3 separate regions of the Zea mays genome follow, and all the other regions are linked to region 1. The links are chromatin contacts, called in public Hi-C maps. All regions are on one chromosome and are shown on one strand. Each heading gives the region's core, a stretch centred on a gene start, on an enhancer-like site or on the middle of the called end of the contact. The rest is flanking DNA. Distances are from core to core; before and after follow the strand shown. Region 1 holds the start of LOC100279731. Region 2 holds the start of LOC100384376. Region 3 holds the start of LOC100285021 (male sterility protein 2).

Evidence for each region. A called contact is a pair of places that touch in the nucleus more often than the background predicts.
Region 2: a Hi-C map of tassel shows a contact between it and region 1, with 2.1 times the contacts expected there. The contact joins the promoter of LOC100384376 here to the promoter of LOC100279731 in region 1. A contact is called at or near these places in 3 of 25 Hi-C or Micro-C datasets (ear, endosperm and tassel).
Region 3: a Hi-C map of ear shows a contact between it and region 1, with 3 times the contacts expected there. The contact joins the promoter of LOC100285021 here to the promoter of LOC100279731 in region 1. A contact is called at or near these places in 2 of 25 Hi-C or Micro-C datasets (ear and tassel).

Annotation. Positions count from the first base shown.
Region 1 is chr4:214,162,800-214,166,982 of Zm-B73-REFERENCE-NAM-5.0, reverse strand. LOC100279731 reads right to left here and starts at 2,710. Exons shown (of 9, transcript NM_001152690.1): 1 at 2,638-2,710; 2 at 2,008-2,556; 3 at 1,352-1,917; 4 at 375-729; 5 at 202-266. The coding sequence starts at 2,665.
Region 2 is chr4:214,323,070-214,327,026 of Zm-B73-REFERENCE-NAM-5.0, reverse strand. LOC100384376 reads left to right here and starts at 1,267. Exons shown (of 3, transcript NM_001322063.1): 1 at 1,267-1,526; 2 at 1,634-1,920; 3 at 2,525-3,767. The coding sequence starts at 1,361. The coding sequence ends at 3,151.
Region 3 is chr4:213,994,440-213,998,916 of Zm-B73-REFERENCE-NAM-5.0, reverse strand. It overlaps LOC100285021 (male sterility protein 2), which reads right to left and starts at 1,369. Exons shown (of 10, transcript NM_001370692.1): 1 at 1,179-1,369; 2 at 900-1,003; 3 at 289-488; 4 at 72-172. The coding sequence starts at 1,272.

The sequences.
Region 1 (4,183 bases), core at 1,461-3,960:
CCAGATTTTTTTCTGTTCATAAAACTATACGTCATGTCAAAATATAATGTCGGGCAACCATTGTTGCTGCTGACTGGCAGAACAGCAGATTATACTTCTATTATGTCACCCAAGTTTGAATGGCAAATCCGCTTTCTTGGTTCCATAGATGGTGCATTGGTTCTCCAAACAATAAAAAAAAGGGGGGGGGCAGCTACTCACCAGTGACATGACCGGATTAGAAGAATTTATGAACGGAAGCTCATTGCCTTGTTGGATATTTTGAACTGGAGCTCCTAAGAACACACTCATCAATATTAATCCATAACTTACAACAGGCGCAAATTACCAAAAGATGAATTTAGCTGATCGAGAAACTTAGTGAAGCAAACCACCTGATGTGCTGCCATTGGAATCTAAACATTGATAACCATTGCTTTGTGGTCGAAATGGAATGGGTGCATTGGGTATCTCAACATTCTCTAGCAAACAATCTTCCACTGGCAACCGAATAAAATGGTAGATACATTGTGCCTTTGATTTTGTTCCAACATGACCTGCAATGTCATCCCAGTTGTCATTGTACTTCTCAATGCCTTCCAACAGCAACAATGTTTCTTCATCAGTCCATTTATCACTATCATTTTCTGATTCATCATTATCCCCATCAACTCTTTGGAAATCTAAGCAAGAATGTCCAGTGATATATCTCGCATCATGGAAGCAATCAGAACATAGAAAAATATCTGCCTGCTCAATCAGTTCAAACACTGTTATTGGTAACGTTTGTCACTCAAAATAAAAACAGAGGAATAATAACAATAATATATTCAAATGGGTACAAACCCAATTGAGTTCAAAGAGTAGACTCCGCACCAAAATTTGACACAATAATATTTATAACTAAGGGTCTGTTTGCTTTATAGGGCCCTGAAACCATGCCATAATGTTTGGAAGCACCAACCAAACAGCCCCTAAATTTTCTTTTCCCAAGTACAATAGTAAACTAGTAATAAAAACATTAAATTGTTAATACACGTTTACAACATGTGCTGTGTATCCAAGATTTAAAAAAAAACAATCTGAGTAAAGAATAAGTAGGCAAAGAGCAAAAACAAGACATAATTAGGGTTTAATTTCAACAGTAATCTTAGTCTACCACACTCAACCAAAACTTAGGCAATATAACATGCTAAACTATGAAGCAAGACTACCACGGCAGCTTACTGCAATGTGGAATAAAAAATCTTGGAGGAAGGTCATTTTTTAGCAGGAGCAAAATGCAAGTGCAACTTCCAAAATACAGCTATGGATTCTCTGCTCAATGCATTTAAGATAACACATGTAAAATGGAAGTTACAAAGAAACACACCTCCTTTTGCGACCGGTAATGTAAACTTGGCAAAGGCTGTAAGCAATAACTGCAAGAGCTCTCAGACAAACGCTCCCTAATCTTTCCATCCAAGTCTGAAAATGCAGCATCAAAATCCACAGCCTCCGAGTTCGATGAAGTCGCTGCCATCCTAGAAATGTCCTCCACTGGGAGGCTACATTTTGGCCGGTCAAACAAAATTAGACCATCGATTGATTTCAATGGTGCTGTAAGCAATTGCAGTTCCCCTGTAGGTTCCTCTCTTAGAAGCGAAGTTGCCATCCTCAGACCACGGTGCACAGACCCAGCCGCAAGGTAATTGATGATGCCCCAAGTGTCCAAGAACCTAACAATCCTACTCAGATCATACAATTCAGATGTGCTCCCAACAAGCCCCTGGCACTCAGCAAAAGCAAGCCTCTTGCTTGGGTTCTCTAAGTATTTAGCAATAACTTTATTCCTTAACATGACATACTTCTCCGGAGTATGCCCTGGAGACTTCCCTGTAAAGAAGTGTGGCACTACCTGCCTTTCCAGCCTATGAACTGTCCCTGGGGAGAACCAATCTACAAATTACAAACCAAAATACATAGGTTACTTAAATTAGCACATTTTCCAGCACAGCTCAGCTATCCTTGTTTAGACGAAAAGCAAACCTGAGTGCTTGGGCACCACATGGAAGCGACCCTGGAACTGCTTGGGCACCCCGTGACCCTCCATGAGGGGAGGCGGCGTGCACACATACAAGGACGGCTTGTCGGGGTCTGTCGCAAGGGATGGGTGGTCCGGAAGCACCCCAGACAGCACCTGCAGCTGCCCGTGCGAGATGTTCTCTAGCGCCGGCAGTGCCACGGTAGGGACATCGCCGGAACAAGCAGATCGTTCGGCCTCGAGCAGCGCGAGGATGGACGCATGCGGCCGGTTGACCACGCGGCGCTTGGCGGCAGGGAAGCTAGAGATGGCATCGGCCGAGGGCAGAACCTCCGCCTCGCGGAGCTCGACCGCGGGGTCCTCGGACGCCGCGGCGTCCGCGTCGTTGTCGGTTGCCCCGTCCCCCGTCGCGCCGAGGGCGGAGGGGTCCTCGTCGTCGTTTAAGGCGGCGGAGTCGGAGTCGGAGGAGTGGTCGGCCGCCGCGGTAGAAATGGAGGGCTTCGACGGGGACGCGTCGGGGTTGAGCTTCCGCTTGCGCCATTTGAGGCGCGAATCTGGGAGTTAGGGTTAGCAAGGCGGTTAGATCTGGCGCTAGAGAGTTTAAGAGGTTTCGAGAAGGGCCCGGACGCATGGACCTGAGGTCGACGAGGCCTTACGAGGCATCGTCGGCGGCGGGGACGACGGCGGAGAAGGACGACGGCGCGCGCGAGTGACGAATGGTGAGACGAGACGAGACTAGACGCGGGCGTTGTCGGAACGAGTCGATGGGGAAGGAGGGGAAGCACGTGCGAGTAGGGGTGGGCGTTCGGGTTACCCGAAATTTTCGGGTCGGGTAATTCGGGTTTTTAAAATTTCGGGTTTTGAGAATCGATACCCGAAATTACAACGGGTTTTGCAATACCCGAAAATTCGGGTACCCAGAATTTCGGGTTCGGGTTCGGGTATTCCCGAACTACCCGAACTATTGTGTCACCTTCATAAAAACACATACACCCTATTAAATTAGTATAAAATATAGTTTGAATAATTATATACATGGACATATAAAATACAAGTAATCTATAATCACAAGTTATACACACTTACACATAATTATAAATGCACAAATTAATAATTAAGCATGACATGAGTACATGACACATGAAAGTTCGGGTAATTCGGGTATTTCGGGTACCCGATTGTGATACCCGAATTACCCGAAATAAATTCGGGTTTTGCAAGTTGCTACCCGAAATTCCCGAACAAAATTCGGGTTTCGGGTATTTCGGGTTCGGGTTCGGGTATTCCGGGTTCGGGTTTCGGGTTACGGGTTTTTTGCCCAGCCCTACGTGCGAGGGAGGCTCCTATGCTCTCAAGTCCCAAGTACGGCTCGACCTGGACGGCTTCGTCGCACGCACCCAGCGTTGCGTTTTTGCGGCCCAGTGGGGCATCATTTCTATTCTCTAGCTCTACTACTCCCTCCGTTTCAAACCAGGATCCTGGTTAGGGCTGGGGCTCGAGTTCGGAGCGGCTCGCAAGCCTCGAACGAGCCGAGCCGAGCCTCTTTTTCGAGCTTGTTTTTGCAGCGAGCCGAGCCGAGCCAATTCGTTCCAGCTCGCGAGCCTTGCAAAAATAATTTATTTATAGAATAATAATGAATATTAGATAATTTTATGGATAATAGCTTATTTTTTAGTCTTTGATAATGAATATATTACAAGTTATAATTTAATTTACTCATAATGTAGAATGATGATTCTATATTTCAAATTTATATAATGTTAATTCACCAAATAATGCAACAATAAATACCAGAATATGGCTCGCGAGCCAAGCCGGCTCACGAGCCAAGGTCGAGCCGAGCCGAGCCTCTTTCGCTAGCTCGTGAAATGGACGAGCCGAGCCGAGCTCGTTCAGGCACCGAGCCGAGCCGAGCTCGGCTCGGCTCGTTTCCAGCCCTAATCCTGGTGGAGGAAGAAAAAGCAAAATGAATTGAGCACAAATATAGCAGAAATACAGATCGGTGTCCACCTTCGGCAGCAGCCACATGACGCAGCTTACAATCAAAATTTTCAAAGACTACCATCCATGCAAATTGCATTCTAGAGCCTCAACTATCTCGACGAGCGAAGTCCTCTCTCCGCATAAAAGCTACAACATGGCCAATCAACTACAGAGTGGGGATCTATCCCAAATACAGCG
Region 2 (3,957 bases), core at 18-2,517, 160 kb before region 1:
TCTATACATTTAGGTTTTGTTATACACTTAGATATACAATATATTTAGATGTATAATAAAAATATATATCTAACAAAGTAAAATGTCTTATATTTAGGTGTTACAAATCGTTACAAACTAAGGGTCTGTTTGGTTTTTTTAGTCCAGCGACTAAAGTTTAGTTACAGGACTAAAATTTAGTGTCTACCATGTTTAGTTCTAAGGACTAAAAGCTTTTAGAACGCATTAAATAAGTCCCAAGTAGATCAAAATACCCTTTAGTGTTCTCAGCGTCATTAGTGTAACGGAAATAAACGAGGGACAAAAGATAAAATTACTATGATTTATTTCCTTTATTCACCTTCTAAGGAACTAGAGACTAAAACAGTTTAATCCCTATTTTAGTCCCACCGTTTAGTAATTTACTAACTAAATGAGACTAAAATAGAGGGACTAATCTTTAGTCCCTCCAACCAAATGGCCTAGGACTCCCCTACGATCCTACAAACTAGGACTCAGCCCACCCACAAAAAAACATCTGAGATATATTATGTTAAATTCTTTTTAAAAATCAGGAAAATCAGTGTGTAGCTACAAAATTGACGCTTGGGAAGAGCGCCATTTAAAACAGACCAACGGATTCGTTGCATGTACCGCCGTAAAGCTGACCGAAATATGCCTGGTAATCATCAAAGTTTAAGCCAGGGGAATCGCGGCAGAATCGACCGTGGTTACCTCAGCAGGTGTTATTTTACTCGCTGGACACAGGGGCTCGACGAAGTGGACGATGGGAATCTCCACTGCCAAAACGACAATTGTTTTTAATTAAAATATCTTACAGAAAAAAAAAACCACGGCCGGGATCCACGCGGGCCCACAGCACACACACCCATGACAACGAAACGGCCCCACCAGGCAGGCACCCCACAGAGAGAGGCCAGCCCCGGGCGGCGCCAAAACAGCTGACGGAAGGGATGACAAAATCCCGTCCACTGGACCCTTCGCCCTCGCATCCCACCGTCCACTCGTACCGCTCCCCCGCTCCGATGCGCCACACGCATCCGCTCCGGCTTGGGTCTTGCCGTCTTGAGGTCAACCTGCCTGCTCACCCGCGAGTAGGGCCCGGGCGCCCCGCCCACACCCCGCTCCCCAAGTTGCACGTGCGTCACATCGAGGCCGCCCCGTCCATCCGTCGACACGTGTCGGAGCACCCTTCTATAAGTAACCCCGGGTACAGCTGCGCGATGTTCCATTCCAAAAGCTCTCGAGACTTCCTCAGCAATCAATCAGCTTTCCAGCGATCGGCAGCTCCTCGATCGTTTCGAAGCTCCAATCCGCCCGGCCGCCTCCGCCTGTTGCCACTAGCTAGGTGATCGATCGAATGGACTGCGGTGGCGCGCTGCAGCTCCCGCCTGGGTTCCGCTTCCACCCCACCGATGACGAGCTGGTGATGTACTATCTCCTCCGCAAGTGCGGCGGCCTGCCGCTCGCCGCGCCGGTCATCGCCGAGGTGGATCTCTACAAGTTCGACCCATGGCAGCTCCCAGGTACGTCGAACAATCGGATCATCGTCAGCGAGTGTTAGTTATCCGAGCTAGCTAGGTGACGACCCCGCGCTGACCTCATCAGCTGGCATGGTGATCGGTGGTTGCAGAGAAGGCGTTCGGTGGGGAGAAGGAGTGGTACTTCTTCTCGCCGCGCGACCGCAAGTACCCGAATGGCTCCAGGCCTAACCGGGCGGCCGGGACAGGGTACTGGAAGGCCACCGGCGCCGACAAGCCGGTAGGGTCGCCGCGCCCCGTGGCCATCAAGAAGGCGCTCGTCTTCTACGCCGGGAAGCCGCCCAAGGGCGTCAAGACCAACTGGATCATGCACGAGTACCGCCTCGCGGACGTCGACCGCTCGGCCGCCGCACGCAAGAAGACCAACAACGCGCTCAGGGTAATTCACTACACCATGACCTTTCTCAGGAGAACATATTTATCTCCCCGAAATACTGACACTTGCAGTTAGAGGGAAAAAATATAGAGAGAAGTAAAAAAAAAAAGATTGATGTTTGATTTTACCAATGCTGCAACAAGAAACAGTGGATCGAATCGAAATGTGTTGTTAGGCTTGCAACTATATATGCAGATTCTTAGTTAAGAGGAATTGAAAAAGGTAGGCGTGCAAATTGTCCATTTGCAGCAAGCTCGATCGAGTTGTCCCTTTCGTGACAGCGCGCGGCTACTTGGGCAGGATAGGCTCTAGAGACATGTAAAGCGCGGGCGGCGTGGCGTCACGGCTCACGCACGCCGCGATAGAGACAAGCGCGGCAACCATGGTCCATGGCCGGCGCAGAGCCGCCGCCTGATCTTATCGCCCGCGCACAAATTACCACATGCGCGGCGCGCACCGGATCCGACGTCACGTCGACCTCATCTCCAAGCCTCTTCCAAACACTCCAATGCGTAGTAAAAAAAACCCAATCAGCTTAGTCTGACTTTTCACTGGGATTTCGCGTGGATTGGCGGCGCTTAACCATGAAGTGTCTACTGTCTTGCAGCTGGATGACTGGGTGCTGTGCCGGATCTACAACAAGAAGGGTGTTATCGAGCGGTACGACACAGTGGACGACGACGACGGCGACGGCGCCGTGGCCGAAGACGTCAAGCCGGTGCCGGCGCCGGCGGCGTCGAAGAACCCGCGTGCCAGTGCCCGCGTAGGGGCAGCAGCGGCGGCGCCGATGAAGGTGGAGCTCCCCGAGTACGGCGGCGGCTACTACGACTACGACGACCTGGAGACGCCGTCGGCGGGGATGCTGTGCTTCGACCGCCCGTCGGCCCCGGCGCCCGCGGACCGCGACTCAAACAACTCCGTGCCGTGGACGACGCACCACACGCACACGGACAACTCCAGCAGCGGCTCCGAGCGCGTGCTCTCGCCGTCGCCGGACCTGCCCGACCGCGACCACGCCGAGAGCCAGCCCGCCGCCGCCGCCGCCGCCGCCGGGTGGTGGCCTGTCGGAGGCGACTGGGGCAGCGCCGCCGAGGACGGGTTCATGGTCGACGTCGACGTCGACGACGGGAGCTCGCTGTTCGGGCCGCTGTCCCCGGGGCTGTTCGCGCGCGTCGACGCCGCCGCGTTCGGCTTCGGCGACATGCTCGCGTCGTACCTGCACAAACCGTTCTGATGCAACGCGACGCGACGCGAGCGCGGCCACCCCGCGCCTGCGTGCTCCTCTAGGCCACTGACCACTGACATGGACATTCTGGTCGTCGTGTAGCTCGGTTCAGGACGAATCGAGAGCCGGCCGGTCTAGGTGTAGTGCTGCGAAACCAACACCACCGTGCAGGCACACTCTCCGCGGGCGGCAGATCGACGGACAATCCTGCGCCCGTAGGTATATACCGGTCGTCGATCAGGTGTTCATCAGTTCTTCATTCATTCAGGTCGACGTGCAACTGGTAATTGTACAAGATCTTGGGCAGCTGCCGTATGGAGATCGATGAGTGCCGAGTTAGCATGGAGGACGACTGGTGGTCATGGTTGGTACAGAGCTAGCTAGCCGTCCGATCGGGTATCGGATTAATCTGATTGCCAGTTTTGTTTTTTTTTGGTCGCGTCAAGTAGCTGACATCTTAAGAATGAAGCCTACTGGATTCAGAGGCCTGTTGATGGTAATGGTATGGTGTATGTATATCGTCTAGTTTAGTCTAGCCTAGCTGTACTTAGAATTGGTTCAGGTTGGTGGCAAGCAGAGCGCTGTAATTTTTGTTGAGTGTTTATGCACTATAATTGCAACGTCATGTATTAGAGTCGCTCTCAGCGGTCGCTTTCTCGTGATCGAAAATTTTGCGATGCAAATTATCCTAATAAAGTTGTTGTAAGATGTAATTACGTATGTGCCTCACGCTCTGCTTTAATTTGCTGGCCTTTCTGCCTAATCTGAACGAATGTTCTGGTGCACGGAGTTAACCCCCCAAAAAAAGGCGCCTT
Region 3 (4,477 bases), core at 120-2,619, 170 kb after region 1:
ATCATTCATTACACATGTCCATTTAATTGGAGAAAAAAAATGGACTGTTGTTGCTTCCCTACTATATATACCTGTTGAAACATGCAGCAGCATCTTGAGTTTGCTGCACCTCTTCGCGAACTCGCATATGTGCTTGGCTCCCATGACATTTGTGTCGAAAGCCACATCGTATCTGCATGTGCATGCATAGAACTGAAACAGATGTTTCCAGAACACGCAGGCGGCCATGCGGCATCTCAAATATAATGATATATACATATGTAACAGCAGTAATAATATATCCCAGACCTTTCGTAGAAATTCGTAGTTGCAGCTCCGTTTACAACGATGTCTATTTCCTTGCACACTTGTCTCAGTTTGGCAGCGCCTAGGCCCAAGTTCTCGTGCATGACGTCTCCTGGCAGAGGGCAGATTTTTTCTTGGACGAAACCTTCGAACCCGTTACCGTGCTTTTCTTTCAGAACCTGAAAGATCTCCTTTCCTGTCACCTAGCGACAAAACAAAACAAAACAAAACAGAAACATCACTAGTCCATCAGGAGACATCCTGTCTCATCACTTGTTGCAACTCTTGCTTGAAGCCTTGAGGTTTATCAATGACCTATGCATTTGCCACTAGTTTTGTCAGGAGAAATTAAAACATACTCCTGACAAAACTAGTCCATCAGGAGACATCCTGTCTCAGCAACCCCTGGAGAGTTGCGCGGCATGCGAGATACTTCCATATCTGTGCAATGCAACTACCAGCTCTTCCGACCCGTCACTGTGTTCTTCTATCCAAGGGATCGATCCCCTTTCTGCTTTGTTGGTCACAGATTAATTTGCACAACTAAAACATGCTATGATTGAGACGACGACGGGACGGAAGGAAGAAGGGAGAAGGTATCTTGCTTTTTTCACCTCGGTCTCGACCCTCTGCTTGGCAGACTCGTCATCGGCGGCTCGAACGAGGAGGAAGAGCTTCTTCACGTCCGGCTGAACCCTCAGTATCTTCTCCACGAGCACTACGATTTGAATGAAGAGACGAAAAAAGGGAATGAAGCAAGAGCAAGCAACACACCCACACTGATGAGATATATAGATGATCAGCCATGCTTGCATATATGCATTGCACAGACATCGATCCCTGAAAAGAGTGCTGGGCGAGTTCATGCATGCAAGGAGAGGTACCGTACGTACCTTTCCCCAGGAAACCGGTTGATCCAGTGATCAGGATGCTCTTGCCTCTGAAGTAGCGTACAACCACATCGGAATCCAGTTCATCGCCTATCATCTTCTACTGTGCAAGCAGTGTGGTCCGACTTGGGCTATCTGAGTACTGATGTACTCAGCAGTATGTAGTCGAGTAGCATATAGCATTGGGATCCTACCATGTATTTATTGGTGAGAAGGGATATCAGGATATGTGTCTCAGTGGGTGGCAGGGGAGGTTGCTGCAGTAAATAGAGGCAGCGGCGCTAATTAAATTATGGGCAAATCAAATCGATCGACGTTGGCTGCTGCGCTCCTCATCTCCATATACATACAGTAAGTACTTCAAAATATATTGTTGTTTGACGTGCTGACGTCAGTTTGAAGTACTAGCTAGTATATTTTAGGCCTGCGATGATCGGCAAGATGCGATAATTAACAATAATGGTCGTACGCACACTATTTTATTTCAGAAGATTGTCACTTTTTACTTTAACAATCACTTCGCATTTTCGCAGTGCAACGTCTATTTTTATATACGTACTACTGTCTATAGCAGTTTTTTCTCTCTCTTCTTTCTGCCGTCAGAAAGGCTGGTGGAGCCCATCTTTTTTTTACTCCCATAGTTGTGGTTATAGAACCGGAGTTGGTGGCACATAGTACCTACTAGATCTGGAGCATTGATTTCCATGTGATGAGTACTCAATGAATATATATATATATATATATATATATATATATATATATATATATATATATATATATATATATATATATATATATATATAGATGTAGTATTTAGAGCTCTGGGCTCTATTTAACTACAGGAAGCCCTGACCAGGTGTGCAGACCGCACGAACCCTTTTTGGTTTATTGTACCTACCTGTACTTACGCTAAATTATAATACGAGTTATGCTGATGTGTGTATCAGTTTATGCAAACATAGTCGCCGCATATTACGTGAATCGGGCCCACGATCCTGCCCACGTCGTCACTATAAAAACACCCCCACGCCGCCAGGGATTAGGTTTTAGCGGCGGCGGCGGTTCTCTCGGGCGTGAGAGCAGGCGCCCGTGAGCAGGAGAGCCCCGGCCGCCGCGGCGCTCTCCAGCCGGCGGATTGGCGGTCGTGGAGGGGGCGCGAGGAGGAGCCTCAGCGTCTGCGGCGGTACAGCTTTAGGAGGCACCGGTCGGGGCGCGGCGGAGTGGGCGGCGGTGGTGCTGTTCATGGTGCTGGCGGTCGTGGTGCTGCTGGGGCGCCGTGGCCGTCCTTGTGGTGGTGGTGCTGCTGCAGCCCCGCGTGCCGTACGTGGCGGTGCGGGCGGGCTGGCGGTGCTCCGCGCCTACCCGTTCCGCGTGCCCGCCAGGGGCGTCCTCCCGCTGGCGTACGTGGCGCGCGCGCAGGGCGCCCCGCTGGGCGACGCCGGCAGCGCCGCCATGGAGGCCGCGCTCCGCGACGGCGTGGTGCCGTTCTGGGTGGATGGGGAGGCCCAGACGCGATGGAAGGTCGCGGGGATCGTCGGAGTCGACCAGTGGACGCGCCTGGCGTACCAGCTCCGCTTATTCTAGCCCAACGGCACCGTGCTCCCCTTCAGATGCATCTCCAAGTCCAAGTTATTGTTCTTCTGACCGTCGTGCCCTCTGTATTGTCTAGTGGCTACTCTTCTGACCTTAGTTCCATGGCCGGGCGTGAGCGTGACGGATCAAGATTCAGGAACAGCAAATGGCTTCATCGTTTTCTTTCTTGTCTTAGGTTCGTTCAGTTATTAATTCACCCCCATGTCGCATGTATAGGTCGGCAAAAAAAAAAGATTTTGTCTTGGGTTCTTTCTTATTGCATTTTACGCTTCCACTAAAAAGCAAGTGCCACATTCGTCGTTTTAAAACAGATCATTGATTTACGCTAAAATTCGTATCCATTTACGCTGTTTCGGATCACATCTTACGCTTTAATCCACCTGACCTAGAACCCGAGCACGATCGGAGCGCGATTTTGACGTCGTAATTTAGGCCACATTCGTTGTTAAGAAATAGATTGATGATGTACGATAAAATTTGTACCCATTTACGCTGTTTAGTTCACGTTTTACGCTGAAATTTGACCAAGCCAAAATCCGTGCACGATCGAACGTGATCAATCTACGCTGTTTTAGTTAATATAGGATTTACGCTAAATTTCGTATTCATTTACGATGTTTTAGCTCAAGTTTTACGCGGAATCTGCCCTTGCCAGAACCCGCGCACGATTGGGTGCACGTGATTTTTACGCCGTAATTTTTGGGCTTCGTTTGCTGTTACGAAACAGATATATGATTTACGCTAAATTTCGTACTCATTTACGATGTTTTAGCTCACGTTTTACGCTGGAGTCCGCCCGAGCAGAACCCGCGAACTGCGACTGTAAATTAAAATTTATTTCCTTCTACTAATGCTCCTCGAACCGTAACTGTCCCTTTATTTACGCGATTATGCAGCACGTCTTTCCTTATATCAAACCGTTCAAAATTTATATAATGCATGGTTTATGCTATCATGTTACACATCGTTATGCAGTCGTAAACAGTGTGCACATGGTAATATTCGTTTCCGTGAGTCAAGGTACAAAAGATCCCTTCTATGCATGATTTATGCGTGCGTATTTTTTTCCTCCTGTAACTGCGCCTTTATTTACGCGCACGAAGAGCACGTCTTTCCTTATCTTAAAACCGGTGGGAGATTTTAAATGTTTGCATGGTTTACGCTATCATGTATCACAGCGTTATGCAGTCGTAACCGGCAAGCACATGCAAATATTCGTTCCCGTGATTCGTGGCATAAAAGATTCCATTTATGCATGAGTTATGCACATTTGTACATATATTTATGCGTGCGTATATCGCATGTCGCGTCTCAGCCGGGATACGTGGCTATCCTATGCATGGCTGACGCAAGCTGGCGTCTAGTGGGCCGAACGCGACCCGATCGACCTCCTGGCTGGGGCTTCGCCCACTAACGGAAGCCCAGGGCTTCCATTACCTCTTCTATATATATATATATATATATATATATATATATATATATATATATATATATATATATATATATATATATATATATATATATATATATATATATATATATATATATATATATATATATATATATATATATATATATATATATATATATTGGCACCGGTGATCACTTTCAGAAATTTGTACATTGGTGTCGGGGACCATAATTAGGGGTACCCTCAAGACGCCTAATTCTCAGCTGGTAACCCCCATCAGCATAAAGCTGCAAAGGTC